Regions from separate parts of the Mus musculus genome. Here region 2 is linked to region 1. Evidence: chromatin contacts called from public HiChIP or PLAC-seq data. All regions are on one chromosome and are shown on one strand. Each heading gives the region's core, a stretch centred on a gene start, on an enhancer-like site or on the middle of the called end of the contact. The rest is flanking DNA. Distances are from core to core; before and after follow the strand shown. Region 1 overlaps Hs2st1 (heparan sulfate 2-O-sulfotransferase 1). Region 2 has its middle 37 kb from the start of Sh3glb1.

Region 1 (5,898 bases), core at 2,271-4,770:
TGTAAACTATTCCAAGCCCTGCAGCACAAAGCTTTGAGGCCTAACCTTCTGGACTTCTGAGATACATAAAACTACTTTTACTTAGGTTCCGCCCAGCACTAAGAGTTATAAAAATCTCTCAAAGAGAAAGTCAAAATGAATAGATAGCAAAATCACTTTAGAAGCTTCTCTTTCTCAAGAAGCCAGGTCCCTCATGTGTAGCCTTTCACAGATCCATTCTATTAATAAGGGCTAGCTTTAATTACGCATAGGCAGGAATATTCATTTGATAAGCCCTCAATACAGGCCAAGCCAGAAGGCTCATTCAGTTTTAGTTATTATGGCTTCCATTTATATTTGTGTTACTAAAGCTGTTACTTTTGATGACGACGACTACCTTTGCAGATATCTGTGTGTGTCACGATCCCTCCATGTGGCCGTCTTAAATCCATGTCTAATAACCAGCACCTGATGTCTGTGGACTTGGCTTTCACTACTTATTTTCCAAGGTCTTGATCACTTGTCTACGTCATTATATGCCTTGTTATTCTTATTAGACTATTCGGTTAAAAATAAACACTGTAGTCCAGGAGAGTGAGACTTATTTGTAGAGGCTCATATCTGTTTTAGGGGATACTTCAGACAGGATGATCTCTGGCCAAGGTGGGTGTACTGGCTAGTTTTGTGTCAACTTGACACAGGCAGAGAAAGGAGCTTCAGTTGAGGAAGTGCCTACACAAGATCCAGCTGAAAGGCATTTTCTCAATTAGTGATCAAGTGGGGAGGTCCCCTTGTGGGTGGTGCCATCTCTGGGCTGGTAGTCTTGGTTCTATAAGAGAGCAGGCTGAGCAAGCCAGGGGAAGCAAGCCAATAAAGAACATCCCTCCATGGCCTCTGCATCAACTCCTGCTTCCTGACCTGCTTGAGTTCCAGTCCTGACTTCCTTGGTGATAAACAGCAGTATAGAAGTGTAAGCCGAATAAACCCTTTCCTCCCAACTTGCTTCTTGGTCATGATGTTTGTGCAGGAATAGAAACCCTGACTAAGACAGTGGGCTACAAAGACCTGTGAAGCAGTTACATGTGAAAGGCAGTCTGTGGCCACACTTCTGTCATGTCTCCTAAACTTCTCCTTCCAGTTTGTCTTCCTGTGCTGCTCAGCATTACAGCCATCCCTCTTAGAAGCTCTCCTAGCATCTGAAGGTGCTATGCAAGCTGCCCAGGAGGAAAAGCAACTACCAACCTAGCCAACTGTAAAGCGCATGGACCACAACAATGGGTAGCCCTCCCCAAAAGGTACAGCAAAGGCTCTCTTACCTCGGGGGTAAGCAACAGCTATCTAAGACTTAAGGCAGGCTCAACAGGAGAGGATTCTGGTCTAGTACTGTGAACCAAGGCTGCTAAAGTCATGGACTTTAGAGGAGGATCTATAAGTCCACTTTCCTAACTGCATTCTTAACACCTAGCTGGATAGCCAGAGATGAGTACAGCCCTTGCCCTTGTCACAGCAGCCTCTCTGCAGCAGATGGGAGATGGTTATGGAGATCCTCAACAGGTCAGAATGCCGAGAACAAGGGACCATGGGGTGCCCAACCCCAGTTGGTACATCTGCAACCCAACTTCTACACATAAGGCTCAGAGAATAATGCAGAAGAGGGGCAGAAAGGCTGTAAGAGCCAGAGACCCTGGTCTGCTGTTAGGTGGTATCGTCAATAAGTGACAGGGAAGCTACGTGAGTTCTCAAAACAATATAGTAAGACCCTGCATAGTGACAACAGCAGCTGATGTGATGAGAAAACCTCACGGGGTCCCACCTCTAGATAAAGAGCTACAGGATCAATGGAGACAGAGGATGGGGTAGGGGAGGGAGGGAAGGAAACAAGGAGAGGGGGTGGCCCCGTAAGTTATACAATCTCAACCAGTCACCTTTAAACACATACGCATATAAGCAACACTTAGACTCAGCAGATTTTACACACACACACACACCCCACCCCAATAACAGTGAAGGAAGGGGAGGGAGGCACGGGTGGAGGTGATGGGAGGAAGACCGGTGGAAATGATGTACAGGCAGCACACGCAGAACAATCTCGAGAAGCACGGGCAGCTCCTCCTCTCAGGCTCTTTCAGGGCTCTGTGTAAGCACTGGCTATCTTTCAGTGTTTGCTTTTAAAACACTAAAGTATTATTTTCTTCTGTACGTTTCACTCATTTCTAGGGGGAAAAGCTGACGTAATTCCTCTTCACATTTCAAGGATCCACCATGGTGTCTCCTCATGGCCTTGGTGCTCACCTTTGCAGACCCTCCCTGTGCACAGAATCTGAAAGAGCTCCCAGCCAGGCTGCACCACCTCTGCTCCCCCACTGCATCGCCACTGTGGGAGCCTGACCTGGGTCCTCGGTTACTATCCTGGATACGCTGTAAGCCCCGATGAAGCAGGAGGCATGTCTGTATTTGTGCCTGTCATCTTCCTCTAGGATGTATCCAGCATGGTGATTGACTTATTTAATTATTCCAATAGATGTTTAAAAATACACAAAACCTGTAAGATTATAAATCTGATATTGCCATAAGTACTTGTCTCCCCAAAACCTTTCATCTAATTTTCTCTCCTTAAACCTGTAGTTTCTAGCAGCTCAATCCCAAGGGGCTAAATCTAATTCCTGTCCTTGAGTCTTCACGCTGTCTACATAATAGAAAAATTAAAATGTTAGTCTTTCTGCGCTTCATCCAGGAAAGCCATAGGGCGGCTGGAGATGAGGCCCCTAAGTTGAACCACTTCATAACTTCAGCCTCCCTAGTGCTGGGGAGCGAGGGGGCAGGATGCCTCCACCTCACCACTGTACCCTCTCACATGCCCCTGAGGACCAATGCACACCCCCTGGGCCATCCACAGACTCAGACCAAACCATCTGGTTCTCCATCCTACTGCTTCCTCCTTTGGTTCCTAAGGGGCCTCCTAGGTCCAGACTCCAGTATGGTAAATGGATGTTCCCTTGAACTGTTTATTTGTTGAAGCTATGAGAAATTCTCCATGAGAGTACAAGCCTAGCAATAGGGTTGTTACTTCCCAGTCTGTCCTCTACTGTGGCCTGTATATCCCAGAGAGGGAATTGAGTGTCAAGAGACCTGACTGACATTAGGAGAGTTAGCCTGGCGTCAAAGGACTCATGGGAGTGACTGCTTTTCTTGGGGGTCTCTCACTACCTCCAACTGAGCCCTGACTTCAGGAAAAACAGAGTCAAAAGCAGGCTGCCCATCACCGCATAGCACAACACACACATCACCATCTCTCAGATATGCAGCCGAGTCTGACACCAAGCTTCCTCTAGAGTTGGATTCAACAGCAAGACAGGGAGTGGCCAGGGTGAGGGGCACGCTCCCCTTGAGAGCTGCGCAGCTTTGTGCAGCCTTGTGTTCATTATCTAAGTGAAGGAATTTATTGTCCACCTCGAATTCCTCTCTCTCCCTCTGAGCCTCTCTCTCCCCAGAAGGCTGGGAATCCCAGCTGGGCACCTGACATGAGGGATCTTTAGGCAAACATGACTCAGCATTAGCTCAGTTAGGGATAAACAAGTTCCCTGTCTGGACTGGCCAGCTGTTGCTGGTGCTTTCCTTTGCTGGGCTCCTGAGTGTTAAAAATAAGCTGCAGTGAAATCTCAAACCAATGGGGCAGTGCCATTCATTCACTGATGCTTAGAATCCACCAAGTGACATACCAGCCACTATGTTAGGTTGGAGAGAGGAAAGAAAAAGACACTGTGACAATTCTCTTTCAGTCCAAGGGCCTAGGGTTCACGAACAGTGATGCAGACTGCCCTGGTGTCCCTACTTAAAGACCTTGGAGTTTAACAACAGCTGTCACAGCCACCCTGGATCTCTGTCAGTAAGCGCAGAGGCTGTGCCTCAGATTCTAGGTGGACACTGTGCCATGTTTACCTGGGACCTTTGGGGGTAGCTGGCTTCCAGTCAGCATCTTTGAGAACTAAGTAATATCGGTTTGAGATCAATGCTGAGAAGGTATAGTCTGCAGTCTGCTGCCAAATGGCATCTCTGGGTTCTCAAAGTTACTCTTCTTGCTCAGTGTTTGTTTACCTTCTTTGTAGTACCCACACCCCACTAGTGGGTAACGTGAAGAAAACCAGCTTTTCCTTTTATTTTCAGTAAAGCAGCTTCTTTCCCTGGCAGGTGTACATCAAGGAGCTGGGAGACTCCCAGGCTGACCAAATAAATGCCCAGCTCCCACCGAGACCCAATTCTGGCGTTAGGTTACAGGAAGCCACTGTAAAAGCTGGTGCCACACAGCCATAGTCTTACTACCCTATGCCCCAAACAAGAAACCTGCTGGCTATTACGAATGAACCTTAAGAGGAGATCTACCAGAGACTTAAGAATGTATTCTCTGTTAAATATGCAGCATTATTCAAACTGCTCCAGGCTGGGCTGTTAACTCGGTGACAGAGTGTAAAAAACAGAATCGTTACAAGAATGTAGTTTGTTTTGGTCCCAGGTGTGGGACATGGGCTGCTTCAGATTGTCCACAGCAGCTGACTATGATTTGCCTTGTGTTCTGGCAGGGACATGATTTTGCCACTCGCAGACAGTTTCTGCAAATGTATGACCCATGGGATTCTAGGGACTCTTGAAAGGGTAGAGAAAGAAATGCTGGCACCCAAGATGGGGCAGCCCTGCTGCACCTGCTGTCACTGGTAGCTGGCTAGAGAGAGCCTGATGAAGACCAAAACTGCCCGAAGGAACTGACACCCCTACTCAGCAGGAAGTCATCTTAACAATATTGACGCCCACTTTCCCCTCCAGCCTTTTTTCTCTCCTCCCTAGTTTTGTGGGACTGGAAGGGATAAAGTGGTAAAAATACGAACAGACAAAGCAGCCAAAAGTCCAGCTATCCCTGGGTTATCTTTAGCACTACAGTAAACAAATAGATAAAAACTAAATAGAAACTGTTTTGCACTGTTTGGTCAATTACAAGGGGGCCAGAAAAGACAACAAAGGTGTGTCCTGCCCTGCTCAATGTGCTGGCTTTGGTTCTTAATGTCTGTGGTGGTTTTGAATGAAAAGGAGCCTAGAGCCCAGCTGGAGAACTGTTCAGGAAGGATTAGGAGGCTTGTGGTGCACGGCTCTCAGCTAGTGAGCTGAGGAGGACGACTGTATATCTGCAGAGTGTGTGTGTGTGTGTGTGTATGTGTGTCTGCCTGCCTGCCTGCCGTCTGTAGATTAGGATGTCAATTAAGCTCTCAGCTACTGCTCCAGCACCCTGACTGGCTTCTTCCAACCTCTGAAGCTGTAACCGAGCCCCCATTTACGAGTTCTCTTTTATAAGAGTTGCCTTGGTTATGCAGTCTATTCACTGCAGTAGAGCAGTGACCACTCAGAGTCAAACCTCACCCTTAGCTCCTCTTCCACCCACCGTGGCAAAGCTGGACTCTGGGTAGTCCCCAGAGAGCAGTGTTTAACTCTGGCTAGTGACACCTGGGGGTGGCCTTTCTTCCCTCAATAAATGGCTACAAAACTGGTCAGTGGTCAACTACAGGACTGATGCCTTCTGTCCCTGCTACAGAGCCCTCCCCTCCATGGTGTCTGACTGACCTGGGAGCCCCTTCCTATGGGTACTCCAAGTACCATCCCGAGGATGTAGCTCTTGCATATCCCAGAACACACTGCATATATACAGTGCTCCACTGCAGTTCACTAGCCGAGAGCCATGCACCACATACACATGCTAACGGAAGAACATTAAAACCCCAAATAGAGGGGAAAAAAAACATTATCTGTGAAACATTATCATTCATTTCAACAATCATCCGTTTACCAAACTGCATCATGAGCAAATGCAATCATATTGAATAGATTATATGATTGTAAAATGATTCAATTAAGTTTTCCCTCTTGGTATAATTT
Region 2 (5,898 bases), core at 1,701-4,200, 180 kb after region 1:
GTGCCTAAAAATTGATAGTGCAGCCAATCAAGAACCGCAAGGCATTCTGGGAGCCCCTTCGATTTCTCTGAACCCATTCCCACTCCTCACATCTATGCAGTGACGATATAGCAGGGAATTCTTATTCAGCTTGGGGCTTGGACAGTTTCATCCCTGTACATCTCATTCTGATTCCTGTCACCCCCACTTCTATTTATCTCCCTCTTCACCCTGTCTCCCGCCCTCTACAAATCCCTTTCTCACATTCACGTCTTTTTGAGTCATTTTGTGACACTGTGGGTTTAACCAGGGCAATCTGTGTGAACATGGGTTTAGAGCTCTCTATTAAGAGTCTGGCGAGTTTGGATAGATGGTATTTTAGGAACACTTAACCAACTCTTGACAGCACGCCACACATGCCGCCATATTTAAACTGGCAGCTATAGGCAGCCAGTACACTATGAGGCTCAAGCAGCTGAGGCAAAGGGCTAGAGACACAGCTCCATTGGTAAAGTGCTTGCCTTGCAAGACCCGCAGCCAGTACACTATGAGGCTCAAGCAGCTGAGGCAAAGGGCTAGAGACACAGCTCCATTGGTAAAGTGCTTGCCTTGCAAGACCCGAGCCCAATTCCCTAAAACTCCATGGGGGGGTAAAAAAAACCAACAAAACACACAGACAAAACCAAAACCAGGTGTGGTGTTAATGTACATTTGTAACCCCAAAGCTGGGGAAGCAGAAGCAAGTCCTATGGCTAAGTTACCAGCAAGCCTAGCTACTTGTAAGTCCCTGTATCAAATAAGTGGGCAGTTCCTACCGAATGACACACCCAACATTGTCCTCTTGTCCCGGTGAGCACTTGCATACATATGCACACACAGGAAAAATAAAATAAAAAGGAGGCATACAGAAGTCAATTGACTTTTTATAGTCCCACAGATGAGAAGAGTCAGAAGCAGAAACAGAGCTCAAGCATTCTGTATCCCAAGCCAGTCTGACGAACAACCTCTCTGGGACTGGGGGAGCTTTACTTACTAGGAGAGTTGGGAAGAAGACCTGAGACTGGGCGGGGGCTCTGCTGTGTAGTCAACTCTCAGAGCACATAGGTGGGAATCCCTCAAACACAGATGTATTGAGGGGTTAAAGTTAGGGTGGGCGTAGTTTTGGTAGTTAAAGGAACAGTAGGAGTGGTCATGAAGGGAGGTCTACAGCCATGGCAGTATATCTGATAACCTATGGGAAAACGAGAGGTGCTAGCATCCAGAGGAGAGGGAGGGATGGGAGGAACGGCTCAGGACACTGCAAGCATCAGGAGACTCAGGAGAGCTGAGCAGAGAGGCTCTTTATTAGCTTCAGGCTCTCATCTAAGCCAGTACAACAGTCTCCAGCCTACAGCACGGTACAAGGATGTGGTGAGATAACATGTGTGGAGCACTCCAGCAGTGGCTGGCACCTGGTTCATGCCATGGGACACAACTACTTTCTTTTAAATGACATACTCCTATCCTACTAAACAGGGCGGTGGAGTGCTCTACCGAATACTGAATGAACAAACAGAGCTCTCCCAACAAACACAATCCCAGTAAAATCACATAGACTTGGAGAGGCAGAGAGAACACTTTTCTATTCAGGTTGACTGTTGGAATGGACCCCTTTTCTGTCTTTTGGGAATACTGCTTGCTCATCAAGTTACTCATTAGTGACTGGTATAGAGAACTGAGGAAAATGCCAGGAAAAGGGTATAACACTTCAGTTTATGGCTGGAAGTAGTTTGTGTTTTTCCAGGGAAGCAGTTTGAAAGGAGAGACAGAAAGAAAGCCTTATTTCCGCAGGCTTAGTTAAACAGAACGTTCTTCAAGTATGAAAGGACATTCCAGCACTAAGCATACCCTTAGCCCTTCATTGGCTTGTGGACTAATGATATGAACTCTGAAGCCCAGCTACACGATAATTGGTTCTTCATGCCTTGACAGCTACGCCGAGTCACAGCATCCTAACGAGGAAAGACCAGACACTTGACCTTGAAGTGCTGCTGGGCACTGGATGATTAGACCCGATACCATTGAGATATCTTACTTAAGGAGATCATATGGGTGACAACACATTTAGTGGTCCTGAAGTGAGAGCCAGATGTCTGACAAAGTTTCACATTAGCTATCCCCAAGTTTAATAGGCCCAGAGTGAGAAGGGGGTGTGGTGGGCCAGTGGTTGGCTTCGTGGAGGACGGTAGATGAATAGACCAACAGGGGAAGGGGATACTCATAGAGAAGAGAACTGACTTGGTTAAAATGTCTGTAAGATAGCAGTTATGTCTGAGTACATTCATATGTTGGCTTGTAATAGTCCTGTGGTTTATGGTATTTAGTCGAATATAGGGGATAGTCTAGAATATTGAATTTATAGTCATGTTTACATGCTAGGGGAAGATATCCATGACCTTCTGATTCTAGGGGCTGTATTTTAAAGAACCTCTGACTTAAACCGACATTGATTGCTCTTTCAGATGTGGCAGTTAATGAGGCCAGCAGGTCCCCTGTTGGCTCAGTGGGCTGTAGGTATTTTTAGTTTAGTTCATAGTTAGGGGCAACACATTTTCTGCTTCATAAACAGTTTCTAGGCCATCAGTATAGAAAATAAAGAGATATTGGCCATGTTTTATGGGCATATAGAAAAAATGTTTTGAAACCCTGACTAAGGCTGGGGCTCTCAAGCCACCAAGGTGGCTCAGTGGGAAAAGATGCCTGGTAGCAACCTGACAACCCGAGTGCCATCCCCAGGAGCCACCTGGTAGGACAGAATTGACTCCTACAAGTTGTCCTCTTACATCCACATGCATGTGTCATGGCATACATATTTCTTCATGTGTGCACACATGCAATTAAGTGTAAAGAGAGAGACTGGGCTGCTGAGCTGGAAACAAGACCTGGCTCTGCTGCCTTCTCTCAGAATGGCTCACGACTCTCTTATCTGCAAAGCAGGGGCAGACATGCCTTTCTGTTGGGCTCAAGGAAGATAGTGTTCATTAACTGTAGGCCAAATGTTAGGAGTACCGTGTGTTATCAGTATTTTCGAAGGGAATCCTGAAGGCCCTGAATCCACAGGATGCCGTGCCACTGTTCATAAAGGCTCATTAGAACCACTACCAAGTCAGCATGGTGTGTGTCCAGTTCCTCTGAGGGGAGGGCTGGGTCCGGGTCCGTCCTGGTTGAGAGGGATTCCCAAATGTCTCCTGGTTACTTATCAGCCCAAACATTCTGACCGAGCAGCTTTGTAATTTAACATATAAGCAAACTCACCCCACCCAACAGCCACCACTAGAATTGTGCATACTGTTCCGGTGAGTAAGTGTGGTTTAGTTTATTATTAAAACTTGAAAAACTTGGGCTTTTCTCAAGTCTGTTGGGATACAAGAGCGTGAAAGACGTTCGTGATCTGATTTCTAACATTTTCCTTTTATCAGCGAGGAATCCTAGGGCCTATGAGCTTACGTGAATAATTTGCCGTATGAACCACATATTTAAGTTCTGCGGGACTTGCTGTCTAGTGCTCTCTAAAAGAATGGGTTATGAGAAAGTGTTCTAAACTCACCATTATTTTAGAATCCTGCATGTAACTCGTTTATATCCAAACACCCTGTGTTGAAGGTAAATTCATTTAGTTTTCCAGGGTTCCATTATGAAATGAACTTTGTTAGGAAGGTTCATGGGGTACAGTTAGTCCTGTTATGCACGTATAATGAGATTTCTTTAGAACATACCATGCCATTATGTGTGCTTTGAGCAATTCCAAGCTAACCTGATCATGTTTCCGAGCTATGATTTAGCATTTTGAAGCTCAAACTCTCCCACTTGGTTTTTCCCCGTGTAGAAGCAGATCTGGACTGTTTTCTGAGCAAAGTCTCACCCCTCTTCTAATAGTTCTCTTTTTAGGAAGTGAGATGATTTTTATAGACAGATCTCTGTGGTGTTTTGAATAGGACTGGCCCTTGCAGGCTCATATATTTGAACACTTGCTCATGAGGGAGTGGTACTAAGTAACAGGAATTAGGAGGCATGGCCTTGTTGGAGTAGGTGTGGCCTTGTTGGAGGAAGTTTGTTACTGGGGCTGGGCTTTGGGGATTCAGATGCTCAAGCCAGGCCCAGTGTTTCTTTTCCTACTGCCTGCCAATCTCGATGTAGAATTCTCAGCTACCTCTCCAGCACCATGTCTACCTGTGTGCTGCCATGCTTAGCCAGAACAAAAATGGACTAAACTTCTGAATGTAAGCTAGCTCCAATGAAATGTTTTCCTTCACAAGAGCTGCCTTGGTCATGGTGCATCTTCACAGCAATAGAACACTAAGATCATCTCAATTACTTTTTTTTCTAAATATTGCCATTATATCTATGGTGAAAGTATTGGGATGTGTGCTTCATATGCTCATCAGAAATCTTAACCTCAAACTTTTGGCTGTCAAATTGGCAGTTATGAAAGGGACATAAGAAATTTCCCTGTGAATGGTCCATTTCAGTACTTTAGAAATGCTAATGGTGTTACTTAGAAATGAGTAACTATTTATGATGTGCAGGTTGTGTGAATTCTTTTAATTTGCACAACGGTGGCCCACCAGGTTCTACACACATCATCTTCCCTGAGGGTTTGTAAAGCCCATGCTGCTGTACTCCACCTCTGGATTTCCTGATTCTGCGGGGATCAGAGAGTTTGGATTTCTAAGACATTCTCCAGTGGTGCACTGCTGGCCAGGGAGCTGTTTCAGAACTACCGCATGCTTCACACCAGGGAGGCCGGGCCGTCAGTCTGCATATTACTTGTGAAAACAAACAAACAAACAGGAATTAAGGTCATATAATTTGCCTCAGACATAGGTGGTAATAATGATAGGTTTAAAAAAATTTCTTGACTCTATAGTCTATATAGTATTCCAAAGTCTATAGTCTTACTTTCTGTGCGGAGAGGTTTTAGCACCAACCTATTCTGTCTAGACAGAATAGCAGTAGTGCTATGTTGTAGCAATAGCAGTTGGGATGGATCCTAGTAATAAGGCTGGTCTCTATGACTCCCAGTGTTGGGTTCCAAATATATTAAAAAGTGGATGTTGTGATATGTTCCTAATCAAAGCCAGAGTGCAGGGGAGAATAATATACTCCCAAGAGAAACTCCCTTATGCGGATAGAAATGGACAAGGGCAGTGTCATTCCAAAGGATGTGGGACAAAGGGAACCCTGATGACATGGCTGCAGCGTCCACTTAGGACATTTATCTTTTTATTGATGTTTACTTTTGGTTTTAATTACATTTCTCCTCTCCCTTTCCTTCTTCCAAACTTCCCATAACCCCTTCCTGCTTTTCTTCATTCATATCTTTTTTAATCAACTGTTGATGCAGTGTATACATATATATATATGTGTGTGTGTGTACATTGGTATACACACACACACACACACACACCTATATATCCCCAAGTATAACATGTTATAGAGTGTCACTTGTATGTTTTCAGGGCTGACCATTAGTGTGCTCCTTCCTCAGGCCCACCTCTCCCTGCCCCTGCTTTATTTAGTTGCTTCTAGTTCTTTGTCTAGGGTTGAGGCCTCGTGGGCTTTCCCCAGTTTGGCATGTCTGTCATACTGGTGACCATATGGGCGGTCATATTGGTGAGACTTTACGACACAGCTTCTGATGTTACTATGAGGCACAGTCTCACAGCAAATTTCCCGATCCTCTGGCTCTTACAATCTTTCTGCCTCTTCATCTGCAAGGTTCCCCGCGCCTTAGGAGTGGGAGTGTCTCATAGATGTATCATGGCATTTTTCTTTCCTAGCCATGCTGATGAAGGTGCTCTCCTGGGAGAATTAGGTTTGTGTGTGTAAAATTTAAGAGCTTCTGTACTTTGTGGGAGCCCTTGGTGCTCGGGCCTCCCT

What was found. HiChIP or PLAC-seq counts read pairs in DNA pulled down with a chosen protein or histone mark.
Region 2: a contact with region 1 is called in a FOXA1 HiChIP or PLAC-seq map of pancreatic cancer cells. The contact joins two enhancer-like sites. A contact is called at or near these places in 1 of 115 datasets of contacts at active chromatin or transcription factors (pancreatic cancer cells) and 2 of 9 other capture datasets (adipose tissue and liver).

Annotation. Positions count from the first base shown.
Region 1 is chr3:144,502,916-144,508,813 of GRCm38.p6, forward strand. The region is part of intron 1 of Hs2st1 (heparan sulfate 2-O-sulfotransferase 1); the gene reads right to left. It overlaps Gm43707, which reads right to left. Exons shown (of 1, transcript XM_017319867.2): 1 at 1-5,898. Among named protein-coding and RNA genes, the nearest start is that of Gm43707, 6.3 kb to the right of the region's middle. Within about 2 kb of position 3,521, at least 142 of the 459 cell types and tissues checked have an H3K27ac peak or open chromatin away from gene starts, as enhancers often do. A contact at or near this core is called in pancreatic cancer cells, where this site is marked.
Region 2 is chr3:144,680,356-144,686,253 of GRCm38.p6, forward strand. It overlaps a transcript of Sh3glb1 not described here. Among named protein-coding and RNA genes, the nearest start is that of Sh3glb1, 37 kb to the right of the region's middle. Within about 2 kb of position 2,951, at least 23 of the 459 cell types and tissues checked have an H3K27ac peak or open chromatin away from gene starts, as enhancers often do. A contact at or near this core is called in pancreatic cancer cells, where this site is marked.